Linked DNA regions of Hordeum vulgare: region 2 is linked to region 1. A link is a contact called in public Hi-C data. All regions are on one chromosome and are shown on one strand. Each heading gives the region's core, a stretch centred on a gene start, on an enhancer-like site or on the middle of the called end of the contact. The rest is flanking DNA. Distances are from core to core; before and after follow the strand shown. Region 1 holds the start of LOC123427096 (eIF-2-alpha kinase GCN2). Region 2 holds the start of LOC123427098 (probable serine incorporator).

Region 1 (4,604 bases), core at 1,466-3,965:
CAAGTAACATGTGAAGTAACCATGATGAAATTAGCTGACCAAATGAGTCAAAAGTAGAAGGGTAGCATATCAAAAATTTGTAGTGTAGCATCAACCAGTGAAGGTGATAGATAACCTATAATCCCAAGTTAAATGCAACTTCAGCAAACCTGACCGAACTAAACAAGAAAAGCCAACCGGTCTACTTTCTCAAGAACGCTAGGAGCATGAGAAGAGAAGATATCAATTGGATCTTAGGTCAACAGAAATGGCCAGGAAACAGATGAATCTTGATTACCTTTTTTTACAGCGCAATCTTGATTATCTTTTATGAAAGCAAATTAATGTCATCATGAGGAAAGGACAATGCACAGGAACAATGAAGAGGGCGACAAACTACATGTTATGTATTCTAATGAATGCCATGAAATCGACTTACAGTACTTGATGAATCAGCAGCTGGAGCAATTTCTGAAAGGAATTCTTGGGCAGCCTCTACCAAATCGAAAATCATAACACGCCCTTCTCTGGAATAAATGTTTGCCTGAAAACAAACACCAACAGACGAATCGAAGGTGCTTAGTATATGCACATACCAAGGAAAAGCAATTATCACATTTTGATAGTTGTCTAATAAGGAAAACTTGGGCTTAATAAGATAATAGTGAGGACAGAAATTTTATCTTTGACACTAGATTAAACTGGTTTTCTTGACTGGCATACTACTAACTTACTAAGGTACTCAGCTTTCGGAAGCTACTCTAGTACTTGCCAGGAGAGGCACGTAAACTGCTTTACCGTTTGAACACAAGCAACTAACAACAGCATGCTCATGCAAAGTCTGCGCTCTCTCATTATTTTGCAGCACCAAAGTTCCAGTACTAACAACGGTTCAATGAAAATGATATTTAGAAGCAAACCAAATAACAATACGAGCGTAAGCCCATAAAACCATAGAACTTGAGCGAGGCTTCTTATATTCACTTACTGTTAAGGGCCATGTCTCTGTTATAGTCTCTATTTTTCGCTGTCAAGGCTCATAGCGCTAGTAAGTATGTGCTCAGTTAGTTGTGTTATTTATTTGCCGTTAGAGTCATGTGTCCATTGTACCGCATCAAATTAAGTTGTCTCCCTCAGAAGTTAAAGGGGCAATTGGTGATAAGTGGTGTGTTTGTCTACATTCAGCTAAGAAACCCCACAGCGAATGACTACACCATGTAAATCGCCCACACCAAAAATCCTAAGGAAACTATAAACATACCCTATCCATCTTTTTTTTAACAAGGCCTTATCTCCTGAGCTGGTCCTTGCCATAAAACTAATTCCGAACTTTAAATTGGCCATGATATATTTTGATCCGCTCCAACGTGTGGGCACTCAACTGTTCTCAATCAAAGGATTCAACCAAAAGTAATAGGTAATAATTCAGATGAACTCAAAATACCTGGTCAGAAAGAAGGGAAAGTAACCGATCAGCATCTTCTTTAGACAAGTTTTTCTCGGGTATGATTCGCAACTTTGGGCACTTGTGGGGGTAACCAGCAAAGCAACTGTATTATAATCAAAAGACAGATGTCATCAAGTGCAAAACACACAAAACGTCTCTTAAACAAAAAGACTTACATTACATCAAGAATAGCCGAAACATTTAAATCTCCAAAGCCCATGCCGTCAGAGTAAGGCCTGTATGTTATTCATTGATGTAGAAACTTTAGATGGTCAAATACATAGTGATACATTTAGAAGTATGTTTGGGGTCACATAAGACAATACCTGATACATATGCTAAATCGGGTGTTAGGTGATTGTGAAGTTATTTTGAAGTCCTCAAGAAAAATTGCAGCCCTGATTGATATACCAAAAGGTGGCATTAGGATCAGATAACCAAAACAACATAACAATTAGGGAGGGACTAGATTTTTTCAGTGCTCTTGACGACAACTTGCAGAGTAAGTCAATTATAACTTGTCAGTATTCAGTCCACCCTGAAATTCTGTATCGAACAGTTGGATAATGCTCCACATTCCATAATTCAAATCTAATGATCACAAAGCAACCAGAGAACAATAAAGCTAGAACAAGTACCAAAAGTACGCTATAACAAACAGAGATGGCGATCGACAAAAAATTAGGCACCTGCAGACTCAGGACCACCCACCATGGAGTCATCAGGAACAGAGCAATAAAATGGTACTTTACAATCTATATACTTGGCACGTAAACATATACAATGAGCAAATATTCTACAGGAACCCAAGCTTTGTAGTCTCCAAAACACTGGCATATTAGACAACGTAAGATCATCAGAGCGTGTAACCCATCTGTGACTGTCAGTACAGCAATCCAGTTCCAAAAACAAAAGGTAATGCTACCTCCAGCATCTCATATATAGGGGACACAGGCAGGGGTTAACTCGATATGTGCACCACATGCTATCGAACTAGCATTCAAGCAGAGATAGCTGAACAACACTGGGTTCGCAGATTGCCGAAAACATGAAAAGCCGAACAGGGGCGCAGCACGAAATCGGCGGGGTTGGGGCTGGTGCAATGGGGGCTTACAGCGCCGTGAGCTCGTCCGTGAGCGCGGTCTGGTCGCCCTCGAGCTGCGCGGCGTGGTCCTTGGCCGCCTTGCGCCCAGCGCCGCCCTTCTTCTTCTTCCTCCTCGCGCTGTGCCCCATCGGAGCGGAGCGCGCGCGGGAGGCAGCGCCGGACAAGAGGGGGTGGCTGCAGCGGCGGCGGCGATTTGGTGCCTCGGGGAGACGGGGTTGATCGGATTGGATGTTCCGGGTGCGGGAGGGATGATCTGACGAGGAGGGGATCTGCGTTTGGGTTTCTCTGACTCGAGTCCGGGGAGGAGGTTTTGACGTGGAATGGAGCGATGGAGTGGAAGGGGCTGCGCGCGTCGTGACCGGGGTCCAGACTGTTTATCTCGATGCAGTCAGCGCAGAGGCGGCGAGACCTTTGCGACTAGCTTCGGTTCCCTTCCCCTGCTCTGCTCTAGCCGCCACCCAGTGTCTCACTGTCTCCTCCACACCGCCGCCACCCCCTCCTCTCTCTCTCTCCGTCAGCAGATAGACGAGTGGGATCCACCCTTTTCGTTCTGTTATTCAGCGAACGTTCGCTGGGACATTGCAAAACCAACGTTCTCCGTCGCAATTTATGTGTCAGAAATATGGCAATTCCTTCAGAGGGACATGGCAATTTGAATAGCAAATCCATTGTTTGCCAGAATTTGCCATATGTTTCCCAAGAAATCGGGCCATGTGTGCTTGAAGAATTTGCCATAAAATATGTTTGCAAATGTCATTTCTCCAACCAACATTCGCCGGCTAAAAGGACCTTCGTTAATAATAACTTCCATTAATTTCAGTCTTAATAGGTTTTTTTTGTACATTTTTTGATTTTATAGTGGCATCGGTGAGGTGGCTACAATAATAACGTGTTGAAATAAGGTGTCTTCAATTTCGATGAAAAGTTTGTGTGTTAGATATTATCAAATTTGTTTTGTTGACATGTAGCAAGAGTTCAAGGCAAACACACGCAACACTCAACACTATCATATAGTAGTACTACACTGATACGCAAACTCAAACCATTCATGAGAATATCGGGCTCTATTGACATGAAATCAAATCATAGTGCTCTCTCCCTCCTTCTCTTCGATTTATGGTGTAGCAAACAGATTTCTTTAAAAATGAAAATTTTAACAGACCCCTCGCTTAATTATGCATGCGCATGACAAGTTCTTTGTCAAGGTTCTGCTTCCTTGAAAATATGAACTACTAGTAAGATAAACTATTTCATCACTAAAGAAGGAACAAGCTCTCAAAACAAAGACGACGAGCTCTACCAAATATCAAAAGCACACGATTCAAGTAAGATGAGATAATTGCAAGGCACTGCCACACTTGGACACGTCGTGACGGATAGGTACCACTAGTCAAAAGTTTTGCACGTCAGTACCACTTCACAGACTAATTGTTGCGAAACGGGCTGACAAGCGTATAAACGTGTATTGATCACGTATCTGACACACCTGACCCGCATGTCAAGCGACACCGTGGCGTACACGACCGCGACGCGGACCGAAACGGCTCCGTCGCTCGCTCTAACTGACTCAGGCCCCGTCGACCAAGCCAGTCGCCTCCTTTCTCCCCCTTCTCCTCGCACTCCCTCGCCTTTGCCCCTCTCGCCGTCGATCATCGTCCGCCGCCACCATTGCCGCCGCGCCATGGTTTATGAGGATGAAAGTAGCAACGACATGTCCATCCTGGACATCAGCTCTTCCTCCGACGGCATGTAGTATCGGGTCAGTTGTACAGCTAGGGTTAGGGCTAGGGTTTCTGTTTCTTGAATTGGGAGATTTGTCTCTGATTTTTGGTTTGTTCTTTAGATCCCTGCTAGCATCGAAGACGAAGACTACATGGGCATCGAGATTTCGGCCCTGGATGTTTGCTCGGAGCATCGGTTGTCGCATGAGTGTCGCCTAGCATTTGAAGGATTTGAGACATGCATGAGGTTTTTAGTGTCTCCTCAACTGGTAAGAATTCGTGTGATATATTTTGTATTTACATTTTTCACTGTAGGATCTGTATTGGGGCTGCTATGTTTTTGGTGATGCTT
Region 2 (4,604 bases), core at 1,363-3,862, 390 kb after region 1:
AAATGACATCACAGACTTTTGATCCTTGCACCGCCACTGCCACCGACTCCTTAGATGGTACTCCCTCCGACTCCAAAAAGATGTAGTTTGACAGTCCAAATTCATGCTTTGACCGTAAATCTTATCTTACCTACTAATAAAGCAAATAGTGCTTCTTCCGTACGTCATCCAAATTGCCCTTAAAGTTGACTAAAATTACCCACCAATGCCACCTATAAGTCATAAAAAACGTTTCAAACAGGAAAAATCTCTGGACTGGGCCGGCCCATGTAGGCACCTCCTATATTACGCTCTAGGCGTTGGAAAAATATGCAGCACACTTGTTTGGGCCGGCCCATGCGTGGGCGCCTGTTTTTTTAGTTTAGTTTTTTTATTTTTCTTTTCAGTTCCATTTTGTTTTTCTACTTTAAATAATTTAGAACTTCAAACAACTTTTCTCAATTTTAAAAAACTGAGAATTTCAAAATAAAATATTCAAAAAAATATATTTTTTTTTAGAATTCAAAAACTACTCAGGAGTTTTGAAAAAAATTTGCATATAAAAAAATGTTTAAACTTTGAGAAAATGTCCATAAAATAAAAAAGTCAACGATTTTAAACAAAAGTCCGTGTAAAAATCTTAAAAACAGTTCGTGCCTCTGTTTTTAGTCTCATTTTTTATTTTCATTTTTCTGTTCTATTTTTTAGTTTAAATAATTTAGAACTTTGAAAAACTTTTGCAATTTATAAAACTGGGAATGTTGAAATAAAAGTTTGAAGAAAAAATAAAATGTTTGTGAATTCAAAAAATGCTCAGGATTTTTGTAAAAATATTCGCATATTCAGAAAAATGTTCATAATTTTGAGAACAATGTTGGTGAAAACAATAAAAGTTCATGATTTAAAAAAAAGTTTGTGTGTTATTTTTTGAGTGCAATTGAAAAAAATGTTGCTAATTCAAAAAATGTTCATGCATTTCAAGAAATGTCCTAAAATTTTAAAGACATAATATGATCAGCACCATTGGAGATTATAATTGTTTTTTTCCCGTTGCAACGCACGGGTCCTTTTGCTAGTCTCTCTTACAATATTCAGTGAATGGCTACAAGATCGTAATCATGCCGAAGTGCTTTTGAGTACGGATCTAATGGTGTCTATTCTGTGTAACGTAAGTGACATATTATTTGACTAACTGATGGTCAAAGCACAAATTTATACAGCAAAACTATGCCTAATTTTTGGAGTCGGAGGGAGTACATAACTGTATAACGGGAGGATTACCATATGCGCGTAGAAACACGAATTCTCGGCAGTGGATACAAGACTGCAAGATGGTGTTTACCGGTATTACATACACATAATACAAATCCTAGGCAATCTAAAGTTCTCTAAATCATCTGGAAACACTTTAAAAATTTGTAAATCAACTATGATCTTCACATTGTAGTGAACAGGACCATTACTACATTTTCCTACTACAATCATTCTTCAACAAATTGCTATATGGCTATCCATCTAAGCCTAAGAGTCCGTGGCATAAACATAAGCATAAACACAGGCACAGTGAATAATGAACTAGAAACATGACAGTGTTTGGCTTTCTCCTGTCCACGAAAACACCAATAATTTCTTCAATGTTAACTATAAAATCATCTACAAATGGGCACGTTTCTTCGTTTGGAAACAAGAGAAAAACATCATATGCTATTGAACTAGAAACATGTATGATTATTTCTGCCAATGCTCAGGACTGAAAGTGAAAACCTTGTATATAATTTAACCCCAATAGCATATATAAGTGGGCCCTTTTCTTTATCTAACAACGACGAAAACCATGCACTAGTTAACAGTTATGAACTTACTATGTAGAAGTGAATAGAGTACCAAGAACTACCAAACACAACTTTGACATGCCAACTTTCATCCTTCTTCATTAAAACAATAATTAAAAAAGCACTATCATCGCCATACTGTGCCACAGTTTACACAAGGAGTAACTTTATTTTCTAATTCTATGCTATTCTGCAAGCAGGGACAGTACCACTCTTAAGTACTGTATTAACTAAATAGACATCGATATCCCAAAATTTCCTCTAATTTGGTATACCGTTCACATATGTGCGTGACTGCGTGCTGAGGAACGCAAAATGGATAAATCAGAGCACTAATTCGTAGGTATCCCAAAATCCCACAGATCATCACCACTAAGCTACCAAACCCTCAAAAATTTCGTCACGATCTCGCAACAGATGTTGCAACTACCGAGTGTCAGAGATATACCAGGGTACTAATCGCAACAAGGGCGGTCTCATCAGCGATTGAAAGAACGAAAAATAAGGAAATCATACATGGGATGTGCTGGAGGAGGGGCGCCGCGAACTGGCGGAGGAGGAAGGAGAGGATAAGGGAGGCCGCGAAAAGGCCGCAGTACGCGAGGCGGGCTGAACGGCGGGTGACGGACGCCGCCGCCGACGAGCAGAGGTTGCAGGCGCAGCCCGCGCAGGCGGACGCCAGGCACGACGCGCACCACATCTCCCTTTCTCCTTTTGTTCGTTCTGTGAAAAGAGTTCCCCTCTTGCTAACAGTGTGCCGGCTGACCGCTCTCCCCTTCCCTTTTCCTGTGAAGTGTGCGTAGCTATGGTTAACACATGTTTTGGTTAGGCTTATAAGCAAGGTATTCTGTCGAAGGTGCTTATCAGAAAATTCCACCTCACGGGCAGCAGAGACGTGCTTCTTTGGTTTTTCCTGCCGCCTCCTTAGGCCTTGTTCGATTGACAGGGATTTAGGAGGGGTTTGATTGGTATTGAAATGGATATAATCCCTTAGAGCAACTTTAACGGGTCGATTCAAACGGACGGCGATTTTGTCCGTTTGGGCTGGCTGTCCGTCCGGCGTCCGTCCTGTTTTAGATTTGGATCGGCACTGTGTCCAACGCGTCGACTCATATGTGTCGGCGTGGCCGCCCTATTTCAACAAATAGCTCATTTTTGAATTCAAACATATAGTTAAATAAAAAATAACATAGTTTCAACCGAACAAAATAGCATAGTTTTACAAGCCGAATAAAGAAGATACATCTATTGGTTGACAACATGAGCCCACATATGCTCAAACAAATCATTTTGCAGTTGCACGTGAGTTTCCCAATCACGCATGTCATGATGAAACACATATGCTCAAACAAATCATTTTGCAGTTGCACGTGAGTTTCCCAATCACGCGTGTCATGATGAAACTGGGTGAACTGTTCAAACTTTGCCGCTCCGCCATGCTCAGGCACAACATTCTCACCGTGAAACTGAAACCCTTGATCGTACAGACGTTCCGGACGCTCATCTTCTACGATCATATTTTGCATGATCACACAAGCAGTCATCACCTCCCATAGTTTCCGCGTGCTCCAGGCATTAGCAGGATACCGAACGATGCCCCATCGAGATTGCAAAACACCAAAGGCACGCTCGACATCCTTCCTAGCACTCTCTTGCTCTTGGGCAAATCTTTTCATCTTCCCTCCGACAGGATCGGGGATTATCTTGACAATAGCGGTCCACAAAGGATAGATATCGTCACCCGAGTAGTATCCTTTGTCGTAGTTGTGGTCGTTGATAGTAAAGTTCACCGGTGGGCTGTTGCCTTCGGCAAGCCTAGCAAACACCGAAGAGCGCTGAAGCACGTTCATATCATTGTGTAATCCGGCCATGTCAAAGAAAGAGTGCCAGATCCAGGGATCTTGAGACGCCACGGCCTTTAGTATGACACTGCAAGCCCTGACATGGCCCTTATACTGCCTTTGCCAAGCAGAAGGGCAGTTCTTCCACTCCCAGTGCATGCAGTCTATGCTGCCAAGCATCCCTGGGAAGCCCTGTTGGCATTCATTGCCAACAAACGGGTTGTATCTTCACGAGTCAGCTCTCTCAAGTACTCAGGGCCAAACACAGCAATAACAGCCTTACAGAACTTATACAGGGACTCTAGGCATGTAGACTCGCTCATACGGACATACTCGTCAATTAGATCACGGGGCACTCCGTATGCAAGCATTCAAATGGCGGCAGTGCATTTCTGATAAGTGGAGAAATCAATCTTTCCAACGACATCCTCTTTGCACTCGAAATAGTCATTGTAGCCGACTACCCCCTCTCTAATACGGTTGAAAAGATGCCTACTCATATGGAACAACTTGTGGGCGTCGACGAAGGAGACGACCGGTGAAGGGAGTGGTCGGCGTCCGACGAGCGTGCTGGTGAAGGGAGTGGCCGGGGCGGCGAGGCGGCTTCTTGGTCACGGTCGCGACTGGCAGCTGGCAGAGTCATCGAAAAAATGGGCAGCAGCGTCGGCGACGAAGGGGGCGAGGGTTGTCGTTGGATGTGGGGAGAAGAAGGCGAGCGCGCGCGTGTCTGTCTCGTGTCCGCGCCGACGCAAATTCGGCTCAAAAATGGGCCAGGAATGGGTCGCCCGCGGATGAAAAGCGGGCGCGTGTCCATTTGGGTCGGCGCGTTGGGCCGACTTTTGTGTCCACGCCGACCCAAACGGACGCTAGCGGACGAAATGGGTCGGCCCGTTGGAGTTTCTCTTACAAGTCAAAATGCACCTCAATCCCCTCCAATCCTCTTGAGAAGAGG

What was found. A called contact is a pair of places that touch in the nucleus more often than the background predicts.
Region 2: a contact with region 1 is called in a Hi-C map of leaf, with 4 times the contacts expected there. The contact joins the promoter of LOC123427098 here to the promoter of LOC123427096 in region 1. A contact is called at or near these places in 4 of 6 Hi-C or Micro-C datasets (leaf and seedling) and 1 of 1 datasets of contacts at active chromatin or transcription factors (embryo).

The regions. Positions count from the first base shown.
Region 1 is chr2H:539,269,072-539,273,675 of MorexV3_pseudomolecules_assembly, forward strand. LOC123427096 (eIF-2-alpha kinase GCN2) reads right to left here and starts at 2,716. Exons shown (of 31, transcript XR_006622364.1): 1 at 2,541-2,716; 2 at 1,753-1,824; 3 at 1,603-1,662; 4 at 1,424-1,529; 5 at 419-523.
Region 2 is chr2H:539,664,002-539,668,605 of MorexV3_pseudomolecules_assembly, forward strand. LOC123427098 (probable serine incorporator) reads right to left here and starts at 2,613. Exons shown (of 6, transcript XM_045111054.1): 1 at 2,328-2,613. The coding sequence starts at 2,511.